Linked DNA regions of Mus musculus: regions 1, 2, 3, 5, 6 and 7 are each linked to region 4. Evidence: chromatin contacts called from public HiChIP or PLAC-seq and promoter capture Hi-C data. All regions are on one chromosome and are shown on one strand. Each heading gives the region's core, a stretch centred on a gene start, on an enhancer-like site or on the middle of the called end of the contact. The rest is flanking DNA. Distances are from core to core; before and after follow the strand shown.

Region 1 (2,969 bases), core at 39-2,538, 460 kb before region 4:
ATTCAAGGATCTCTCTTTTCTCTATCCTTCTTTCTGTCTCTAGTGATAGGGGGTGAAACTGGGGGTGGGAGGATAAAGTGCGGGGGATGGGGGTGGGAGAAGAACCCAGAAAGTACCTAAGGTCAGCTACAGTTCAGCCTTCTCCATTTCTCCCGCTAGTGTTAGAGGCTGAAGATAAAGAAGGTATTTGTGGTGATTTGAATAACAATGGCTCCCATAAGCTCATATAGTTGAATACTTAGCCATCAGGGAGTGGCCCTATTTTGAAAAGATTAGAAGGATTAGAAAGTGTGGCCTTAACAGAAGCTGTGTGTCAAATGGGGAAGGCTTTGAGGTTTCAAAAGCCCATGCCAGGCCTAGTCTGTCTGTCTGTCTGTCTCTCTGTGTGTGTGTGTTTCTATTGATCAGTATGTAGCTCTCAGCTACTGTTCCAGTGCCTGCCAACATGATGATAAGGGACTAAACCACTGAAGTTGTAAGCAAGCACCCAATTAAATACTTTCTCTTATAGCAGTTGCTTTGGTCACGGTGTCTCTTCATAACAATAGAACAGTGACTCAGGTAGTATTGTATCCAGTCACAAAGGCCAGAAGAAATTACATGATCGGCTAACCACATGCTGAAAATCACCACATCGGAGACCAGAAAGAAGTAGACCTAGGGCTGGCAAGCTGCTTCTGCAGGTAAAGAAGATCTGAGTTTGGTCCCCAGGATACACAAGGCAGAAGGAGAAAACTGACTCCACAGACATGATGTGGTATGCCACAGGCCACACAAATACAAACACACACACACACACACACACACCAAAATAACAACAACAACAATAATAGAAAAGAAGGAGGGTGAGGAGAAAGAAGAAGAAAAGAAGAAAAAAGAAAGAAGTAGATCTTCGAAAATGTGTCAGAATATATTGTAAAATGATGAGGAGAAAGGCAAGTTACAAGAGCAATTAAGAAAGCGTGGGCTCATTTTTATTTAATATGCTCTGGGAAAAGCCTGGAAGATATGCCAGGCTGTATGTATGATCTACCTATGCCTGTATGAATCCAGAGAAAGTGAGCTCCCAGTCCCCGCAGGTATGCAAATAAAGCGGGCTGTAGCTAGAAGGAACACTGCAGAACCCCACAGGGCTCTGACACCATCTGGGCTGTGCTGCTTGTGAGAAAGGGGCGGTGAGGAGCAGCGAACAGAGACCGTTCCCAAAGGAAAGGGTTAAGTATCCCGCGCTCCTGTGGGCGGGCTTGACGAGGAGATCGGCAGAGCCGGGCTCTGCTGGCCAAGCCTGAGCATCTCGGAGGATGCGCCTCCGGGAGCGGCTGCAGGGACGCGCGCAAGGTGAACGCATGGCTGCGGATGCAGCGCGCAGGTGAGGAGCTGGCCGAGGGAAGGGGAGATGGCGGGACCCAAGAAGGCAAGGAGCAAGGCTTACAGCCCCTTCGCGGGCATGGGCCTGCACGGTGCCAAACCCCACCCGGGACACTGCGGGAAGGCATGGAGCCAGGGAGAGAGAAGCTGGAGAAGGAGGAAGAGAGGTAACCCGAGATGGACCAGCTTCTGCAGGCTGTCCTGCAGAGGCCCTCACCCTGCTCCCCCCACCCCCTAGTCTCTGCGGCTGATTGATCTCATCTCCCCTCAGAACTGTCCAGCCATGGGGACCCTAATGCTAGGCAAGCTCCTGCCTGGACTGCGGGTGCCCACATCTCTTGCATCGGGGGTGGTAGGCAGATGGCATGTTATTCACTGAAGGCCCAGCTCAGCCATCTCCTCCTCTGCAAAGTCTACAGAGCTGTACGGGCTTCAGTATCTCTAGTATGTGTTTTCAGCTGGCTGTGCGACCTTGGACAAGTTGCTCAACCTCTCTGACTCTTGGTTGCCCACTCTCCTTTCCTGTGTGATGGGTACTTGCACCTGCTGTATGGGAAGGTTTAGAACAGAGGCCTAACTAAGCAAAGAGCTCAACACAGGGTATTATTATAACCTATATCCATATCAGGGGCCCCAAGTCCTTCCTTCGCACACCTCATCCCCAGCCTCAGAACTGAGGACTTTATGGGTCCCCAGACCCCAGCCTGGCCTATGAGCAGAACCTGGGGCTTAATAGATGTTTGAGAGAGGGCTTACCAAGACTTAAAGGCTGTCTGAATTAACGCTGTGACTGGACCCAAGAGGTCTTTGAATCCCCTGAAACTTCCCACAACCTCTGATGAGCCTAGGGGTACTCCTCGGAAGAGTCTCTGGGGTTACCTCTAACTTCTCCTAGTGTCTGAGCCACCAAAGGTGGCTGTGTCCAAGAGGAAAAGGACACAGCACCTGCCCCTAACACAGCTGGCCCTCAGCTGGCTGGCCACTGCTGATCCCTCCTACCTCCCTGGCCTACTTAAGGATGGACTTAGGAATAGGGACCTCTTGGGAATATATCTACCTGGGCCCGGATTGTACAGGGGCTGGAGGTGTAAAGGAAAAAGACAGGAGCCCCAGGCCAGCGGCAGACAGGAGATGATATACAAGGGAGCTTTGCTCCGGATAGGGAGAGCCAGGAACAGAAGGCATCCCTGGAGAGGAGTGTCTAGGCTAATACGAACTACCCTCCAATTGTCCCTGGACATGATGCCGACCTCTTTCCCTTTAAAAAACACTGCTTCTCAGACCGCCTCCTGTCGGAGCTCTCCAATCCACGTGATGGTTCACAGGAGCCCTTGCTGACTAGCCCCTGCCTGCTGACCACCAGCCACCCCAAAAGAGGTGTTCTGAACTCACTGAGTTCACGCCTGCTCCTGAGTCTTTGTATATGCTATTGCCGCTGCCAAAGGCTTTCCCCTCAGAGCGTCAAATGCTTGGCTCTCTTACCATTCTGCCTTTGCTTAAGTGTCTCTCTCCTCAGACAGGCTCTCCTGGCACCCCTGTGGAGACTCTCCTCTGTTATCATCTAACCACACTGTATTTTCTTCAAAGCTAAACTTTATAAT
Region 2 (2,875 bases), core at 331-2,830, 370 kb before region 4:
TTTGGAGGTTAACTTTCTCCCAGCTGAACTTGGGAGGTCACACCTGGGGTGAGAGCTGTGCAGGAGGCAGCCTCCCCCTCTAAATGAAGGGAGGGAAGGAGCATCGCACCCCTCTGATTCCCCCACCAGAATCCACAGGCTAGTACTGGAGTCCTTTCAGGAAGGCTCTCAGGCCTGGGAGCTTGGTGACAGATCCTCTTGCTCTTGCCTCGGTGGTGGGATTAAAGGTGTGTGCCACTATACCCCACTGCTTTTTAAAAAGAGACACTTTCGCCAGGCCTGGTGGCACATGCCTTTAATCCCAGCACTTGGGAGGCAGAGGCAGGCGGATTTCTGAGTTCGAAGCCAGTCTAATCTGGTCTACAAAGTGAGTTCCAGAACAGCCAGGGATATACAGAGAAACCCTGTCTCGAAAAACAAAACAAACAAACAAAAAGAGACTTTCTTTTTATTTTCAGTCATTATTTCTATTTCACTGTTTTTATTATGCGCATAAAATTGTTACTATCTTTTGTATTTTTTTTTGAGACAGGGTTATGTAGACCGATACTGGAATTAAAGGTCTGGTCTATTTTATTGCTAATTATGTACATATGTCTGTGTGTTTGGACAGGTGTTAAAGGAGGTTTTGAGTCCAAGGCTGTGGGTGCTGAAAACAACAGGCAATCCTGTTGTTTGTTCTGTTTTGTTTTGTTTTTTTGAGACAGGGTTTCTCTGTATAGCTCTGACTGTCCTGGAACTCATTTTGTAGCCCAGGCTGGCCTCGAACTCAGAAATCCGCCTGCCTCTGCATCCTGAGTGCTGGGATTAAAGGCGTGCACCACCATGCCCGGCAACAACAGGCAATCTTAACCAGTCTCCATTTTGTTTCATTTTACGCCCGTGTATTTTGTTTTTGAGACATACTGGCCAGGGTGGAACTCACAGCTTTCGTTTCTTTTTCTTTCTTTTTCTTTTTAGACTGGTTTTCTTTGTGTAGACCAGGCTTGTCTCAAACTCAGCTAACTACTTGCCTCTGTTCCAGGCATGCGCCACCACACCCAGCCTACCTTGATTTTCTTTTCATAGAGGGGCCTTGCGCATCTCCCAGGCTGGTCTCCAACCCAGTATCTGTGATCTTGTTCTTTGTGACCTACATACACGGTGCTGGGAATTGAACCCAGGACCTTGTGTAGCCTCTCTACCACCTGAGCCACAGCTTTGGGACCTTTTATGTCACAGGCTGTTACAATTTCAGACAGGTGTACTGACCGAAAGGCTGCATACCGGTCTTCACCTTTCTTCTCCCTCGGTTTTACAAGGGAGGGTTTCAGATTAAGGTTCCCCAAAATTGAAACGACAGTCTTCTCGACCCTTTTTATTCTAAGACACGTCCTCTACTTTGAGTAAATAACCCGCCTCGTGCCTCAGTTTTCCCAAAAGCCAGAACCCTAAATGGCACTTTTTCTTCTACAGGGGAGGCAAAGCCCGGATTCTCGCTCGTCTGAGCGCCCTCTGCCTTGATTGACAGCCTGCCTGACCAATCTACGCACGGAGGATGTACGGGAGGTGGGGTTGAGCTGTCCGTGGACACGCATGCGTACTGTGCTTGGTCCCCGGCAATGGGAGCCCTGAGAGTTTTGCGTTATGTCTCTATGATCTGGCGGCCGGAGCTGGGGTCTTGCGCACGGCAGAGGGATGCCGGCTTCGGCACCGAGGCCCGGTGATTATAACACTCCACTTCCGTGTATGGGGAGAGACTAGATCAAGGAGAGGGCAGGCATGAAATTCAGATCAGTACTTGGTTCTAAGCCGGACTATGTTGTGAGACCCGGCACTAGGTCATTGGACCTTTGAGCCTTGGTGCCTCTTTGGTAAAGTCTTGGGGGGTAGGTGGACTCCTGTCTGCTGAGCCCGGGAGTTCTAAGAAGAGGCTGGACTAGGCAGGGTGAGCAAGGGAGGGAGGTACAGGCTTCTACCATGTTTCTCAGGCGTCCGTCTCAACCTCACCGCTCCAGCAAGCACAAGGACCTAGTCGAGGACCAGCCCTTCCCGGGGCTGCTGAGGACGGAGAACCTCGGCCTGGAGGAGCTGGCTCATGTCCTGAGGGCAGCTGTGGTGGATCAGAAAGGTGAGGGGAGCCTGCTGCTCCTGTGCCTCCCCTGTTGCTGCAGGAGCCAGGCCAGCAGTCACATTCTTCCTAGCCTCACCATCACGAGGAGAGGTGTATACCTCACTCCTCCCTGTGTTCTGAGAGCAGCTGTAACAGAAGTTAACTATCAGAAAAAGCTTTGGGGTTAGTTATAGCTGGCCTCTGTAAGCGGCATGCCTCTTGGTTTCATAAGAGGGCTAGATGGCTGCTCTTGCAGAGAGGACCAGCAGTCAGCACCCACATGTTGCTTCACGACTGTATGTTCATGTAGCAGTGAGGGGCTTCACAGTTCTGGGATAAATATGGCCCCTGCCTTGCGAGATCCAGCGTCCTAATGTGAGAATTACTGAGCAATCGCTGCTGGCGTGGTAACCACACTTGTAATTCCAGAACTTGGGAGGTAGAGGCAAGGAGAATCAGGAGTTCAGGACCAGACTTAGCTGTGTAGTGAATTTGAGGCTGACTTGGTGTTTGAGCCCCCCTCCACCCGCAACAGTCAAGGACTGTAGGAGGGGCACACATTATACTGAGGTATGTTGGAGCCAATGGGAATGGAAGCCTGGAACTGCAGGTATGAAGGCTCCGAGGTACAGGGATTAGGAAGTGCTATTTAAAGTGGGGTTGGATTGTATAACCCCCACCCCCAACCCCACCCCCGAGGCTGCATGCAGACATGCTTCCCTGCTTTTGCTGACATCCATGAACTGTTTCAGGACCTCTGGTGACACTGAACAAGCCACAGGG
Region 3 (2,724 bases), core at 122-2,621, 290 kb after region 4:
GTCTTCCTGCCTCCTAATCTGTAAGATGCAGGCAGGACATTGCTCCAGCAGACTATGGGGTCGGGGTGGAGAAGAGCCATAATATATCCCTTGGCCAGGTCTTAGGCTCCCCCAGCCCCAAGAAAGCCCAGGAAATAGATAGATAGATAGATAGATAGATAGATAGATAGATAGATAGATAGATAGATAGATAGATAGATAGATAGAGACAGACAGACAGACAGACAGACAGACAGACAGACAGACAGATTTGAGAGTTCTAGAAAAGTCAGGGCTAAACAGAAAAACCCTATCTCAAAAAAAGAAAAAAAAAAACCAAAAAAACCCAAACCCCTATATATACATATTTTTTTAAACCGTCTGAAATACTGTCTTCTACAATTGCTTTGGCCTAGGGATTGGGAAGTCGAAGTTTGGATGACTAGACCTCCCACTTAGGCATCCTGTCCCAAATTTCAGACCTAGCCAGATATTTTCTGGCTCATTATTGAGCTTGTGGACCTCACTGTCAACCTGAAAGTGGTTTTAAAATGAGTCCCAGAGGCCCCGGATGATCTGTCTCTGCACCTCGGCTGTGTCGACAGTAGATTCTCACAGTCAGAGGCATCTGGGACCCTCGTCCGTGCAGGTTCCCTCAGCCAACTTGCTCTTGCCCTTGTCTAGTTGGCCTCTTTCTCACACTTAAAGCCAGATTTGTGAACGGCCTCAATTCACCGTAGCCCCGCTGTTCTCAAAGCTGTTCAGCAGTTCCTATAGGCAGACCAGATGTGCTAATGGACTTTGAAGAATTGATTAAAAACGGCAAAGTGAGATGCAAACACCAGTTCTTGATCATTATGATTTGAAAGGAGATCAGCTTCCTTAAGCAGGTTGACAAGAGGCCCGAGTCCTTATGTGAAGGGAGATGTCACGACCTATCAGATGCAGCTCAGTTTATATCCAACTTCAGTCAGCTTCCAAGAATCCACAAGCCCTTGAACATCAGTGTTGACACCATTTTGGATACTGACACCCACATCTGTTGGGTTGTTTGGGGGAATTCTTAATCTCTCGCTTTTTGTCGCAGACTAATTCTGAGGCCACGCCTGTGTTGCCAGCATATGCTAATTTTCATCCCAGCTGAAAGGCAGAGAGGGGCCATTGCCATTGTCTCTGGTATCCTTCTCTCCTCTCTGTGGCTTGCTCCTGTTTTCCCTTCTCTCTCTCTTTCCTTTTTTTGTTTTGTTTTGTTTTGTTTTTGCTCTGCAACTGAGCAGCAGAAGAGATGGAAGGCTTAGGCTGCCCCACTTTCCTTGGCTGAGCTGCCCCCCTGCTCCCCACTTTGTGCCCCACCCAGCATTCCAGTAAGTTGATACAGATTTGGTGTCATTCAAAGTTGGGATAGCTACGTTTCCTTGTCAGAGATTCCAGCCACTCCCCAGTGCACCATGGGGTGGGGAAAGAGGCCTTCATTTTCTTTTATACTCTGGACTTGGCAGGAAAAACCTGGGGAAGCATATCCTGCTCCTAGAGCTTTCGACTCTGCCTTTTCAGTGCCTGTGCCAAGATCCCCATTCTTGCCGGCCTCGAGAGATGGATAGACAGTTAGCAAGATCCCTCTCTCTACTTCATACCTGTGATGGAGCTTCCAGTAGGAAGAACTGCATTCCACTCCACTCCCGGCTCTTGATAGATCCCATCTGCGTAGCCACTGGCAAATTTCTTAATTTCCTGTGGGCTCCTTGGCCTCCCAGACTTGCGAGGGGGTTAATCATGCAATGTGGGAGAAGTGTCTCCAGAGCCCACAGTACTAGGAAAACAAAAATGGTGGCATTGCCATCCTCCTTATTCTTCATCCCTAAATTTGGATCCTGTGGCTTTGTGTCATATTTTTTTTTTCTCTTGGCTTTTACATTTGAAAATTCAAAAGCAGAGAGCCACTATATGAGATTCCCCCTCCCTGTTTTCACACATTCTCAAAAAAGATGTAGTATTTTTTTACAAAAAGGAAATGACATGGACTTAGCTAACCAAATTCACATCCGTCCGAGATGGGCTGGAGATAATCCTGCCAGCTGTTTCTCCTCAGAGTTTGGATTGTGCTGTTCTTTTGGTGCCCTTGATTGGGTGGCATGCTGTTTGGACTTTGCCCGTTTGCCCATGCATGTCCTGGAGCTAGCAGCCTTTGCTCAACACTTAGAAACATTCTGGAGGACTTGGCTAGAGTGTCCTGTATGGCTGGGCTGCTGAAGGACATGGGCACAGGAAGCCCAAGGGAGAGAGGCAGGGCAAGCCTCCTTCGTGTTGGTTGGTTCCACAGTCCATATAATTCTTGCCTGTGTGGGCTGAGGATATACTTTAGTTGGTAGAATGCTTGCTTAGCATGCACGAGGCCATGAGTTCAGTTGCTAACACCACATTAAACCCAGTGCAAAGGTGCATGCCTATAATCCCAGCACTGAAAGGATGGAGGCAGGAGGATCAGGAGTATGACGTCATACTCGGCTACATAGCAAGCTTGAGGCCACCCTGGACTTTATGAGATCCTGTCTCAGAAACAAACAGAAGATTCTTGCCAATACACAGAAGTCAATCAAGACTTGGAGAAGGGGCAAGTCTTTGCTTCTCATATATGCCCGTTATCTGCCTGGCTGAATATACACTCATTGTTCCCATAGCTTGAGCCAAACCATTTGAAAGTAAGCTGCCTCATTTGGGAAGGGTGCTTCCTCCAAACTTTCTAAA
Region 4 (2,782 bases), core at 240-2,739:
ATTCCCAAGGGGGGGAGGGGTGTCTATAAACCAGAAAAATAATCATAAAATAACCAAGACTAATTTAAATACTGTTTTGTTCAAACCTGAGCCAGACTTTCCACTGCAATATCAAAATAGATCTTTCCGCGGTCTTTGCTGATTCTGCAGGCCGACTTCAGTTTCTCTCTCACTTCCCCCGCAGCCGTTTGTTCAAAGCCAGTGGGTACAGTGGCTCCAATAGTGACTTGGAGATGCTCCGACTCACTTCTGACGCCGCTTTCTACCAGCGACACAGGCTCTTTGTTGCCATCAAGGTTCATACCCAGGCACTCTCTGGTAGCTTCTTGAGTGTCACAAGACATGATGGAGATGTTTCTAAAAGGACCAACAGTCTCTAGAGGCAATACAGGGAAGAAAAAGGGAAACAATGCCATCTCTTTTTGTATTTCAATGTACCTATCGAGTTAAAACTGTAGTATAAATAAGGGCACGGATTACAGGCAGTGAAACGTGACTAAACAAGCAATATGCAGGCTCATCAGGAGAAAAGACAAGAGTGTTTCCACTGCATGCAGTGCTTGGCTTAGGCTCATCTGTGTTGGTAAGCACCATCTTACATTTGCTAACATGAATAGAGAAGCTCCTCTGTTGCTCTTTCAGCTTAGCACTTCAGGATGTGAGGCTGTAGTGGTTCAGAGTTAAAAATTCTTGCTTCCCACACTCGCGGGTCCAGGAAGCAAGTTACTCCTGCCTAGTTTCGAACTGGAAACTAAATATATCTCTCTTTCCCAAAGACAGAAGATTTTAACGAGAACAACACAATTCTGGACTAATGATCAAAACTTTTAATGTATGGGTGAGGTATCTACTTTCCGCCATGTAGACAAGTGGGCAGTGAATTTATTAAAGATTAACTCAACTTCCACTATCTAAACAATTACAAATATCTGAAAGCCTACTATGTGGTGACGCCGAGATCCAATGACGCGCATGCTGGGGACACCTTGGAAATGTCTGAAGCTAGTAATACAGACGTCCTGTGGGAGTGTTTGTGGAGGTTGAAGGGGCTGGAGTGGTGTTACCGTGATGGAGGGCCCACACCTCCCACCAGCTTTTCAAAAGCGCCGTGGCTTAAGCTAACATCTTCCTTGTCCCTAATGCTGTGCCAACCAAGAACAGGCCACAGAGGTGAACGCGGTTCCACCGTGTCACCGTTCGCCACTGTGAACACAACTCCTACGGACAGTGTGGAGAGCAGAAGGGCTGTTCGGACCGAAGGGCAGTGGCTCTCTCACTCCCACCCTCTGCGAAGCCCAGCGAGAGTCCAGACGCTCAGCCCCAGCACCGACCTATACGAAGCCACCGCCGTCTTCCCCTGCGTCCCACCCACCCGGCCACTCCCAGCCGCGGCCAGTTACCGGCAGCAAGCACAGACCCTTCCGGTCTCCGCACCGCGAGCACGCCGCCGGAAGCCGAGGTGCCAGCCCGGAAACGGAAGTCAGGCCTCGGAGGGCACGGTGCTCCCACGCTCCGGGGTAGGCGGGGGAGTGTGCGCGGAGAGCTGTGCGCAGTTGGGTGCACTCTGACCCGGAAGAGGAAGAACGGCCGGTAGGCCGGTCACCTGCCCGGAGGGAACCACTGCGGAGGGCGCTCTCCTAGCGAGCGGATGCTCGGTTGTTCTACTTCCTCTGCCCTCAGTGTCGAGCACTGGGGTGAGACTGGGACTTGATTCCAGTCTTAAAGCCAGAGAAACCGAGGCTAAAGAGATTCTTCTCCCCCATTCCCGTCTTGCACAACACTCTTTACTTGGAATTTCTTTTTGAGATTGGAGTCTCACTATGTAGCCCTGACTGGCCTGCTCGTTTTGTCGATCGTTCTGTCCTGGAAATCACAGATATCCGCTGTCTCTGCCTCCGGGATGCTAGGACTACAGGTGTGCGCCACCATACCCGGCTTGGATTCTGCAGGGACCGGCAAGCTGTGCTGTAACTAGAGTATAGCCCCTAGCCTAGCCTGCGGTTTTCAGATCATGTTTCTCTATATATGCCAAAGGTTACATTTCCTATATTTTAGTTACATGTATTTCCTGTGTGTGTGGAGGGAGCTTGTGTGCCACACCTGAGGTCAGAGGACAACTTGGCAGAAGTTGCTTCTCTTCCACCACGTGGGTTCCAGTGATCCAGCTCAGCTAATCAGGATGGGTAGCAAGAGCCTTTACCCTCTAAGACGTCTCACCAGCCCCAAATGTAACATTTTAAAAGAGGAAACTTAGAACTCAACAGAAAGAGACAGCCGGATTTTGGGGGGGGGGGGGGAGCGATGGTGGAGAGATGGCTCAGTGATTAAGGCTTGCTTTTCCAGAGAATTCAAATTTGGTACCCAGCACCCACCCACCTCTGGCCGCTCTCAATACCTGTAACTTCAGGGGCTCTGACAGCCAAGTCTGGCTCCAAGGGCATTATGACACTGCATTGCAATCTCTCTCTCTGCCTCTCCCCTCATCCTCACCAATAAATAAATAAATAAATAATAAAAATTGTTTAAAGTTTCAGTGGTGGCAGCAGCAGCTGAGGCATGGAGCCACACTGTCCTTGTCAGCACGGACAATGAGAAAGGTAAAAACCGGATCCTTGCCTTGGATGCATCAAAGAGTTTAGGAGCAGCCAGTATCGTAGAAAGCGGCGTTGTAGTTTAGTAAAAAATAAAAAAGGGGTCTGACAAACGGCCCAGCATGTAAAAGGTGTCTGCCATCAAGCCTGGCCATCTGCATTCTATCCCCAGGACCCACACTGTGGAAGGA
Region 5 (3,028 bases), core at 520-3,019, 320 kb after region 4:
AATGTTCCTGGTCTCCTTTAAACAGATGTCATTTGTAATGATTTAAGGAGTTAAAAAAAGCCACACATCCTAAGAATCCAGCACTGCCCAGAAAGTTCAAGAAATCAACACTTTGTTTGGGGTTCTCTCATTCCTTTCCAGCGTGGACAGGCTTAGCAGAGCTGGCCTGTCCTGGTAGTAGCTATGGAGCTAAGCTCCACAGGAAGGGAATCCTAAGCCTATATTGTGATGCAGGAGAGAAGGTTCTCAGCTTGTGCAAAGGCCAAGTGAATGAGAAAGGGGATGCTGTAATAGCAGGCCGACTGGCAGCCCTGGAGTCCACAGACCTCTGACAGCAAGGGCAAGTCACTGGAAGGAGAAGGCTATAGAGGGAAACTGGCAGGGCACCCCTAAAAGCATGGGCCACCTCACAAGAATCCTGTACCGCAGATAGGGAGATAAGGGACTGAAGTGGCCCTTCCTTGCTTGCTTGGCTCTGAACCACCTTGTATGGAGCCATAGGAAACTCAGCATACAGCACCCTATGCTGGGAGACTCAGCACTCAGTATCCCACACCCAGCTTGCAGACTCCAACCCCCATTTCTTCAACCTGTCTCCATCATTGAAAGGGTCTAAAAGAACAAGCTAGTAAAAGATAAAGAAACAGAGATATAGGGGTAGACTACAAGGGAGCCACCTGCTAGCAAGCCTGGCTATGCGAGCATTGTGGTGGGTGTGTGTGGAGGGAAGGTGTTCACCCTGGGCTGCTGGAATAGCCATAGGTGTGTGCAGACAGCTGTGAAGGAGTTCTGGGCATCCCGGTCCTTCCTCAAGAGCATGAGAACCACCTCCAACTCTTGTCTCTCTCCTCCCCAGGGACGATGCCTTCTCCGATAGCCTGAGCCAAAAGGCTGACAGCGAGGCCAGCAGTGGGCCACTGCTGGATGACAAGGCCTCTTCCAAGAATGACCTCCAGTCCCCCACAGAGCACATCTCTGATTACGGCTTTGGGGGGGTGATGGGCCGGTAGGAAACATGGGTTCATTTTTGTTTGTTTGTTTCACTAGTACCCATTTGCTTGTTTGTGTCTGAATTGGGAGAAGCAAGAGGGCAGGAAGGGGAGGAGAAGGCTGTTACAGCACCTTGATCCTACAAGCCACGACCCTGGGAACAGCTGGGTGGGCTGGCTGGAAGGACCCAAAGATTCTCGGGTGTGAGCCACCCAGCTTTGAGGGGGAGGGGAGGGGCATTGAAGAAGGTGGAGGAAGACATATGCTGGGCTCATAGAACTTTTTTATTTTAAATAATAATCATAGGCCAGCCTGACCACATAGTCAGACTGTCTTGAAAATTTAATATGATAGTAGTGAGAGAGAGACACAGAGAGACAGAGACACAGAGAGAGAGACAGAGCAATAAGACTGTCTTGAGTACTAAGAGAGGCAGACGCGCGCGCGCGCGCGCACGCGCGCACACACACACACACACACAGAGAGAGAGAGAGAGAGAGAGAGAGAGAGAGAGAGAGAGAGAGAGAGAAGTTGGCGAGTGCTTTTCTTCCTTTCTCCAGCAGCTCCCGGATCCTTCCAGCTTTCTGCTGGAGGTGATTTGTCATACAACATTTTTAAAGATCTAAAGCTCCCACAGTCCCCCATCCCTGAAACACACCACTTAAACAGAGAGCTCACACCTCCTTTTGTGCCAGTGAAAGTTGATACCCGACTCCGCCCACCTGTTTAGTGGGAGCAGATTTGCCAGTTTCTTCACAGAGGCTGGGCTGCATCACATGACCCTTCTGCCAGCAAGGCGCTGTGCAAGTCCTCCTGGGAACAGGAACAAGAGAGAAAGCTAACAGCCTGTCACTCTGCCTCACCCCCAACCCCGGGTTCTCTTGGAATGTCAAGTCTGTGTGCCCCACCCCCACCCCTGCTGCAGAAGGGTCATGTAATCAACCCAGTCTTTCCAGAGATTGGAAGCCACCTGTGTCAGCATACAATGGGAGCATACTCAAGAATTTATTTTAGTTGAGGTCCTGATGGCTCTTTTTAGAGCTAAGTCTATTCAGTTTGGCTTTGGACACTGCAGGATGATAGAGTCCACAGAGAAGTCAAAGACTGGGGTCCACCGATGAGAATGGCATGGTCCCCTGCTCCTAGGAGGGCCATATCATCTCCTGTCTCTCTCCCCTCTTGCCTCGCTCATCTTTCTTCTTTTCTTTCTCAAAAGCCTCTTCCTCCCCAACACCTATGCTTTGGTCCTATTGGGCCACCTCCAGGCTTGCTTAGCTTTGCTGGGGTCAGAGGGTTTGAATTGCCACCAGTCTCATGGAACTTGGTCCATTCCCAGCATCCCATTCTTCCCTCCCCTCATGAAGACCTCTGTATCTTAGGGGACTTCCATAGGACAGAGCCATCTTTAAGTTATTTTTAAACCCACTCAGATGTGGGCAGGTGAGAGATGATAGTTCATTGATGTAGCTGATTCACCGGATGGACTTGGGAGAATACAGGAAAGCTGTGGCAGACATGGGTCAAAGGCTTGTGCCCTCCCTTCATAAGCAGCTCATACCCTTTTATACCAGTAGAGCACTGGAGGTGGACAAGGTACCCATAGACCAGAAGCATAGTTTAAAATGATGTATTCACTCTTCAACGACTTGGTTTCCATTGGTGGGTGACAACAGTGAACAGGTGTTTTGTTCCTAGAGGTCCCCTCCTGTGCTTACTGTGGCCTTTTGGTACAGTCAAGCCTCAGTGTTTCAAACCAGCTAGAATCTGAAAGGCTTCAAACTATATATGACCAGAGCTGGCCACAGCATTTCCAGTTTGGAATCTTCCTGCCCCGATCTGACCTTAGAATCTACTGACCTTAGGGTCTGCAGTATTGCCATGGCCAGCCTGGCTCCCACTCTCCACATTCCTCCCTGGGTCAGGTTACTCCTCCCCTTTAGGGGAGGTGTCACAGGTCTGAGCCCGCCTTTTATTGCTAAAGTGTTCATTCTGGCTGAATGAGGCTTCACTGTGCTAGCTCCTCTAGATTCCTGTGTAG
Region 6 (2,811 bases), core at 155-2,654, 270 kb after region 4:
TTCTGAAGCTATATCAAGGCTTAGCTGAAAAGGTGCTGAGATCGGTTAATGATGTCTGCTATGGCCAGAGAGTTTTGAAGGGCAGGACACATCTGTGACTTCTAACTCTCCTTTCTTCTTCAAAAGCTATAATCTTCTTGCTGAATCTCTATATCCATCTATTCCCCAGCACCAGGAAACATTTGCAGAGTTCTTCTATATGCCAGCCACTGTGTCTGATGTTTATCTGCTCTTCCATGGGCCTAACTCTATGATTATAGGATCCGTTAGAAATTACAGACTGGATGGGAACAAAACCCAATAGAACCTGGGTAAACAGGGAAGCATATAAAAGTGTGTGTGTGTGTGTGTGTGTGTGTGTGTGTGTGTGTGTGCATGTCCTGGTATAATTTTTGAAATTGAGGAAGACCCAAAATCCAGACAAAGATGTCATACCAAAATGGGCAATAAATAAAGTTGAATAGACATTTCTTTTTTTAATATTTTATGTCTATGGGTGTTTTGTCAACATGCATATATACACCCCACTTGTATACCTGGTGCCCTCAGAGACTAGAAGAGGATTCATATTCCCTGGAACTGCAGTTATAAGCAGTTGTGAACCACCATGTGGGTGCTGGGAATCAAACCTGGGTCCTCTAGAACAGCCACTGATCTTACCTCTTGAGCCATCTCTTTAACATCTGAATAGACAATCCTTAGGACCCTGTCTAGGTGGTCTGTAAATACAGAGCAGTCTGCGTGGCATCACTAAGGATGAAGGAAATGTAAACAAAAACCATAGCTCAATAGTGCTTCACAAGCCACCAGAAGGACCACGATAACAAAGGCTGGCAGGAAGAAGCAGGGATGCAGATGTGGAAATCAGGGAACCTTGCACCAGTGTCAGGGACAGGTTGTGTATGTGGGTGGTTCTGTCACTGTGGAAAGCCATCTGGTTGCTCTTCAGTGGACCAGGCTACCATGTGTCTCAGTAGCACCTCTCCTGGGTGTCTGCCCCTGGGGCATGAAAACATATTTGTATAAAAATTTGTATGTGAATGTTCACAGTAGCACTGTTCATCATACCCAAAAGATGAAAACTACTTGAATGGAACTCAATCATGAAAAGGAATGAAGTCCTGATACAAGCCACAATGTGGATGAACCCCAAAGTGAAAGAAGCCAGACACAAAAGGCCACATGCTCTACAAAATAACTTATGTAAAATGTCCGGAATAGACACACCGAGAGACACGGGAAGTAGATTGTTGGTAATCTGAGGAATTGGAGGAGAATGAGAGTGTGGCTGCTCACTGGGGCAAGGTTTCTCTCCAGAGGAAGTGCCTGGGTGGAAAGATACTGGCTAAGATTGTAGAGGCTCATTCCTGGTGTAGTCATATGCTAATTAGCAACTTGGCTCCTGGACAAGCCACTTTTCTTCTTGAGTTCTCATTTCCTTGCCTATAAATAGATGAGTTCAGCTAAGATGCCATGACTGTCCTTTTCAATTCTAAAATGAACTCAGTCCAGGAAAGTGGTCTCAAGGTCACAGTGAGTCCCTAGATAGGGTCAAGAGTATCCAGACTGTGTGGATGGGTGTCTCGCTGTTACTGGATGTGAATTCCAGGAGACATATGCTGAATGATCCCCGAGTAAGAGGATCTAGGAGCAAGTCAGAGGAGATGCTGGAGGACAATTTCAAGGTTGGCCATGGAACTGGTATACTCCAAAGCTAAATCTCACAAGGAATGAGGAATGGAAAGGAGCAGCTAGCATGTTTTCTTTAAAGAGACCCTGCCCCAAGACGCCTCAGTCTGAAAGGGCAGTTATCCATTGTGCCTTCTCTTGCTCCTCCCTTCTGGGCTGGCTAAGCATAAAAGTGGCTTTGCCAAGATTCTGGGTGCTCTACCCTGTTTGTCCTTTCATTCAGACCCAGACTTTCTCCTTCTTGTCTGCTTTTTCTCCTCCTCCCCTTCCCCCTCTTCTTAAAAATGATCCAAGACTTGCTTAGTCAGTCTGGTTTGGGTGCCTCAGATCCATGACCCACAAGCAAGACAGGTCACGGCATCGACTTTGTGGAATTCGCTTTCTTGTGTGGATGCTAACCATCAACAAATAAACCAAGAGCTTCTGACAGGACAGAACAGGGGAGCAGAGTAGAGATAAGAGGGATGCATAGCAGACAGGGCCATCATCAGGAGCTTGGTAAGGTCCTGAGTGACATCAAGGAACAGCTTGCTTAGAGGCTTGGGTGTGTGACTCCAGAAAGTCTGAAGGACTCAAAGCAGAAATGCACTTGGTCTCTTGAGGATGGACAAAAGAGGTTGCATGAGAAAAGGCAGATATACAGAGAAGGGGCTGGAATGGTGATCTGGAGTGCTAGCCAGCAGCTAAGTCTTTGGAAGCCCATGGAGGGTACGGAGGGTGGAGTGTCTTACCTACACCCCACTGGTAGAGACCACCTGGAGGTCTGCTGTATGACAAGTGATCAAGTATATTGCTTAGTTCAGGGTCCAACAGCACTGCCTTGGTACAGAAGCATCCCATAACTAGGAGGTGGGACTCATTGCCAGATGGTTCACATGGAAATCATCAATCATTAATGACCCTGATAGGCTGGGCTCTGATGGCTATGTCTTCTCCCTACAGAGGCAGGCCAAGTATTCTGAGAACAAGCTCAAGTGCACGAAGGCCCGGAATGATTACCTGCTGAATCTGGCAGCCACCAACGCAGCTATCAGCAAATACTACATCCACGATGTCTCTGATCTCATCGATGTGAGCAACCTGGGTGGCCTGGGGCTGGGTGAGGGTTTCACGCAGGCTGCA
Region 7 (2,984 bases), core at 44-2,543, 490 kb before region 4:
GTTCTTAACCACTGAGCTATTTTTCTAGTACGTATTTATTTTTAAGACAGGATTCCACCATGTAAATTGGACTGGCTGGTCTACATAGTTACCAGTTACATTCTAGGCCAGCTTCAGATATACAGTGAGGCCCTATCTCAATAACCAACAAACAAACAACCTTGTCTTATATGCTCTAATTATAATCTACATATTTCTCACATGCTAACTTAAGAAAGATACCATTACTAGTCTCCTAATCAGGGGAAGGGCTGAGGTTCTAACTCTAAAAAGTCTGGTTCCAGAATCTGTACTCCTTGTTTTGTTCATTTATTTTTGGTTCTTAGACAGGCCAGAATCTGTGGGTTTTGTCTTACTTTCAACTTCTAGGGTCTTGTGTAGCTGTTTGGTCTTGAACTCATACATAGCCAAAGGCAACTTCTCCTGCCTCCACCTCCTAAAAGCCAAGACTATGGGCTATTATTATTATTACTGTTTTTTATTTGGTTGGTTTTGTTTTTTTGTTTTGCTTTCTTTTGTTTGAGACAGGGTTTCTCTCACTCTGAGGACTGGCTGACCTTGATCGAACTCAGAGATCCAACTTCCTCTGTCTCTCAAGTGACACCACCACCCAGCTTCTCTCTCTCTCTCTTTATTTTTCTGTGTATACAATGTTCTGTCTGCACATCAGAAAAGGGTATCAGATTTCATTATACATGGTTATGAGCCACCATGTGGTTAAGGGGAATTGAACTCAGGACCTTTGGAGAAGCAGCCAGTGCTCTTAACCTCCAAACCATCTCTCCAGACTAGGGCAATGGTTTCTATTAAGGATTAACGTTCCTGGGCTGGTGAGACAGCTCTGGGATTAAGAGCGTTTACTGCTCTTGCAGAGGACCCAGGTTCAGTTCCCATTCAAACATGCGGCTCAAAACTGCCTGTAACTCCAGTTCTAGGGAATCCTGCGCCCCTTCGGGTTCCTATATGCATGTGGTGCACATAAACACAGAAGGTCAAATCATACATATACATTAAATAAGTCTTGCCAAAAAAAAAAAAAAAAAAGCCTCAAAAACTAAAAACAGGTTCAAATTTCTTATTATACGAGATTTCTTATTATGCGTTTCCTACAATAATATGTAATCACTGACAGCCACTTTTCAGAGGGAAACACTAGAACAAGTCAGGGCCGTCTGACTTCGGAGAGATACCATCTCGCTCCCAGGAAAGCCTAAAAAGCCACTAACCTGGGGACCCGCCAGTTGCTTCCCTTCGTTTTCGACTTTCCCGCTAGAAGAACGGCGCTCTGACGCCATCAAAGCCGCGCCGTGGCGTGACGTTACTCGCCCGCACCGGAAGTTGACGGCCTGGCGGCCCAGCTGGAAACAGTGCGCGGAGAAAGCTAGGCTGCCCCAGATTCCACGCCAGCCAGACTGAGGGGCGGGTGAAGGCCCGGAGCCGAAAGCCGGGAGGAACCCAACTCCTCCCGACCCGCAGCGAACTCTCAGCGAAGATGGCGGGGCCCGAGCTGCTGCTTGACTCCAACATCCGCCTCTGGGTGGTCCTGCCCATCGTTATCATCACTTTCTTCGTGGGCATGATCCGCCACTACGTGTCAATCCTACTGCAGAGCGACAAGAAGCTCACCCAGGAACAAGTGTCTGACAGGTCAGTACCCTCACCCTATCCTGCTGACCTCACTCCCGGGTGACCTTGGTCAAGAAAGTGCAGGGATTGATTGTATCACTTTAACTGAGTTTTCATCGCGCCCCTACGGGTTGACCTTGGCGGTTAGCTGTGTTTCATTTTTGTCAGTAAAATGGGAATAATCTCAGTACCTACCTAATAGAGAGAGCAGGCATGTAGATGTTAGATTGGATGATACCTAAAAGCCTTTAGCCCAGGGCCTTGCATGTACTAAGTGTTTAAGAAAACGTTCTTAATATTGTTAGGCTAGTTGCCAACCGTCAGTGAGGTTCTCTCTGAACTATCCTGCTCCATTCCGTTATTAAGAGTACCCACTGAGAGTCAGATGCAATATTCCCTTGAGTCCTGCTAACATCCAGGCAAGTGAATTTCATAATCTACACTACCAAAGAACTGTAGTGATCTGCTGAGATGCTAAGGTATAAAGTGCCTCCAAAGCTTGGAGACTACCACAGAGACGTGTGAGGAGTTGCGATGGACCATTCCACCTGCCTCCTCTCCTCACTTGCCTTCTTACAGTGCTTTTCTGTGGGAGACAGAACTTTGACATAACTTCAGCCACTTCACATTAAAATCAGTAACAGTTTTCAATCACTTATTCTAGTCATTTTCAGAGACTAGCTGAAGACAGTGCTGCTGGTTCCTTGACTTGTCCAGATCACATAGGAATCACTTTAATGAAGAGAAACGTTTCAAACGTTTCTGCAGAGAACAGAAAACAAAAACCAAAACAAAACAAAAACCTCATTTTGCCGGGCGTGGTGGCACACACCTTTAATCCCAGCACTTGGGAGGCAGAGGCAGGTGGATTTCTGAGTTCAAGGCCAGCCTGGTCTACAGAGTGAGTTCCAGGACAGCCAGAGCTATACAGAGGAACCCTGTCTCGAAAAACCAAAAAAAAAGAAGAAGAAGAAAAAAAAAAAAAAAACCTCATTTTATCGTATTTAAAAGTTACTTTCTTTTTGTGGCAAGTAATACTGGATTTCCATTTGCTGGTGATTTAAAGATCACCTTAAATTAAAAACACTTTAAAAAAAAAAAGATTTATTTTATGTATGTGAGCACACTGTTGCTGTGTTCAGGCACACCAGAAGAGGGCATCAGATCTCACTATAGATGGTTGCAGCCACCATGTGGTTGCTGGGATTTGAACTCAGAACCTCTGGAAGAGCAGTCAGTGCTCTTAATGGCTGAACCATCTCTCCAGCCCTAAAAACACTTCTTCTGCAATGAGGCTGTGATGTAACTCAGTTGGGTACAGTGCTTGGACAGCTGGCTTTGAAGCCCTGGGTTCCTTA

What was found. Promoter capture Hi-C pulls out the DNA fragments that hold promoters and counts their contacts. HiChIP or PLAC-seq counts read pairs in DNA pulled down with a chosen protein or histone mark. Capture Hi-C pulls out chosen DNA fragments and counts their contacts.
Region 1: a promoter capture Hi-C map of adipose tissue shows a contact between it and region 4, with 4 times the contacts expected there. The contact joins the promoter of Prrt3 here to the promoter of Thumpd3 in region 4. A contact is called at or near these places in 2 of 39 promoter capture datasets (the C10 cell line and cranial neural crest), 1 of 484 Hi-C or Micro-C datasets (CD4 T cells), 4 of 115 datasets of contacts at active chromatin or transcription factors (the SCID.adh cell line, embryonic stem cells, pancreatic cancer cells and 1 more) and 2 of 9 other capture datasets (adipose tissue and liver).
Region 2: a contact with region 4 is called in a promoter capture Hi-C map of liver, with 3 times the contacts expected there. The contact joins the promoter of Rpusd3 here to the promoter of Thumpd3 in region 4. A contact is called at or near these places in 4 of 39 promoter capture datasets (the 3T3-L1 cell line, the C10 cell line, cranial neural crest and 1 more), 5 of 484 Hi-C or Micro-C datasets (CD4 T cells, the G1E-ER4 cell line, natural killer cells and 1 more), 11 of 115 datasets of contacts at active chromatin or transcription factors (the SCID.adh cell line, bone marrow-derived macrophages, cardiomyocytes and 8 more) and 3 of 9 other capture datasets (adipose tissue, liver and pancreatic islet).
Region 3: a contact with region 4 is called in an H3K27ac HiChIP or PLAC-seq map of embryonic stem cells, with 6 read pairs. The contact joins the enhancer-like site here to the promoter of Thumpd3 in region 4. A contact is called at or near these places in 5 of 39 promoter capture datasets (the 3T3-L1 cell line, the C10 cell line, cranial neural crest and 2 more), 9 of 115 datasets of contacts at active chromatin or transcription factors (bone marrow-derived macrophages, embryonic basal ganglia, embryonic forebrain and 3 more) and 3 of 9 other capture datasets (adipose tissue, embryonic stem cells and liver).
Region 5: a contact with region 4 is called in an H3K4me3 HiChIP or PLAC-seq map of bone marrow-derived macrophages, with 2.7 times the contacts expected there. The contact joins the enhancer-like site here to the promoter of Thumpd3 in region 4. A contact is called at or near these places in 9 of 39 promoter capture datasets (the 3T3-L1 cell line, the C10 cell line, cranial neural crest and 6 more), 1 of 15 datasets of contacts at CTCF or cohesin (pro-B cells), 23 of 115 datasets of contacts at active chromatin or transcription factors (the 230-238 cell line, T-cell acute lymphoblastic leukemia, bone marrow-derived macrophages and 11 more) and 1 of 9 other capture datasets (adipose tissue).
Region 6: a contact with region 4 is called in an H3K4me3 HiChIP or PLAC-seq map of bone marrow-derived macrophages, with 2.8 times the contacts expected there. The contact joins the enhancer-like site here to the promoter of Thumpd3 in region 4. A contact is called at or near these places in 4 of 39 promoter capture datasets (the 3T3-L1 cell line, 3T3-L1-derived adipocytes, the C10 cell line and 1 more), 3 of 115 datasets of contacts at active chromatin or transcription factors (bone marrow-derived macrophages and embryonic stem cells) and 1 of 9 other capture datasets (liver).
Region 7: a contact with region 4 is called in a promoter capture Hi-C map of pre-B cells, with 4 times the contacts expected there. The contact joins the promoter of Fancd2 here to the promoter of Thumpd3 in region 4. A contact is called at or near these places in 8 of 39 promoter capture datasets (the 3T3-L1 cell line, the C10 cell line, cranial neural crest and 5 more), 2 of 484 Hi-C or Micro-C datasets (CD4 T cells and cardiomyocytes), 2 of 115 datasets of contacts at active chromatin or transcription factors (embryonic stem cells and large pre-B cells) and 1 of 9 other capture datasets (liver).

What each region holds. Positions count from the first base shown.
Region 1 is chr6:113,500,250-113,503,218 of GRCm38.p6, reverse strand. Prrt3 (proline-rich transmembrane protein 3) reads left to right here and starts at 1,288. Exons shown (of 4, transcript NM_001289700.1): 1 at 1,288-1,369.
Region 2 is chr6:113,418,045-113,420,919 of GRCm38.p6, reverse strand. It overlaps Rpusd3 (RNA pseudouridylate synthase domain containing 3), which reads left to right and starts at 1,580. Exons shown (of 9, transcript NM_001033204.1): 1 at 1,580-1,702; 2 at 1,971-2,110; 3 at 2,845-2,875. The coding sequence starts at 1,602.
Region 3 is chr6:112,755,773-112,758,496 of GRCm38.p6, reverse strand. The region is part of intron 11 of Srgap3 (SLIT-ROBO Rho GTPase activating protein 3); the gene reads left to right. Among named protein-coding and RNA genes, the nearest start is that of Gm26799, 57 kb to the right of the region's middle. Within about 2 kb of position 1,371, at least 8 of the 459 cell types and tissues checked have an H3K27ac peak or open chromatin away from gene starts, as enhancers often do. A contact at or near this core is called in embryonic stem cells, where this site is marked.
Region 4 is chr6:113,045,009-113,047,790 of GRCm38.p6, reverse strand. Thumpd3 (THUMP domain containing 3) reads right to left here and starts at 1,489. Exons shown (of 10, transcript NM_008188.3): 1 at 1,401-1,489; 2 at 87-376. The coding sequence starts at 344. Gm43868 (predicted gene, 43868) reads left to right here and starts at 1,620. Exons shown (of 1, transcript NR_164179.1): 1 at 1,620-2,782.
Region 5 is chr6:112,727,627-112,730,654 of GRCm38.p6, reverse strand. Srgap3 (SLIT-ROBO Rho GTPase activating protein 3) reads left to right here. Exons shown (of 22, transcript NM_080448.4): 20 at 857-1,006. Among named protein-coding and RNA genes, the nearest start is that of Gm26799, 29 kb to the right of the region's middle. Within about 2 kb of position 1,769, at least 127 of the 459 cell types and tissues checked have an H3K27ac peak or open chromatin away from gene starts, as enhancers often do. A contact at or near this core is called in the 230-238 cell line, bone marrow-derived macrophages, differentiating embryonic stem cells and 6 more, where this site is marked.
Region 6 is chr6:112,776,969-112,779,779 of GRCm38.p6, reverse strand. Srgap3 (SLIT-ROBO Rho GTPase activating protein 3) reads left to right here. Exons shown (of 22, transcript NM_080448.4): 6 at 2,632-2,760. Among named protein-coding and RNA genes, the nearest start is that of Gm26799, 79 kb to the right of the region's middle. Within about 2 kb of position 1,404, at least 32 of the 459 cell types and tissues checked have an H3K27ac peak or open chromatin away from gene starts, as enhancers often do. A contact at or near this core is called in bone marrow-derived macrophages and embryonic stem cells, where this site is marked.
Region 7 is chr6:113,529,991-113,532,974 of GRCm38.p6, reverse strand. It overlaps Fancd2 (Fanconi anemia, complementation group D2), which reads right to left and starts at 1,293. Exons shown (of 44, transcript NM_001033244.3): 1 at 1,227-1,293. It overlaps Emc3 (ER membrane protein complex subunit 3), which reads left to right and starts at 1,337. Exons shown (of 8, transcript NM_175101.3): 1 at 1,337-1,647. The coding sequence starts at 1,493.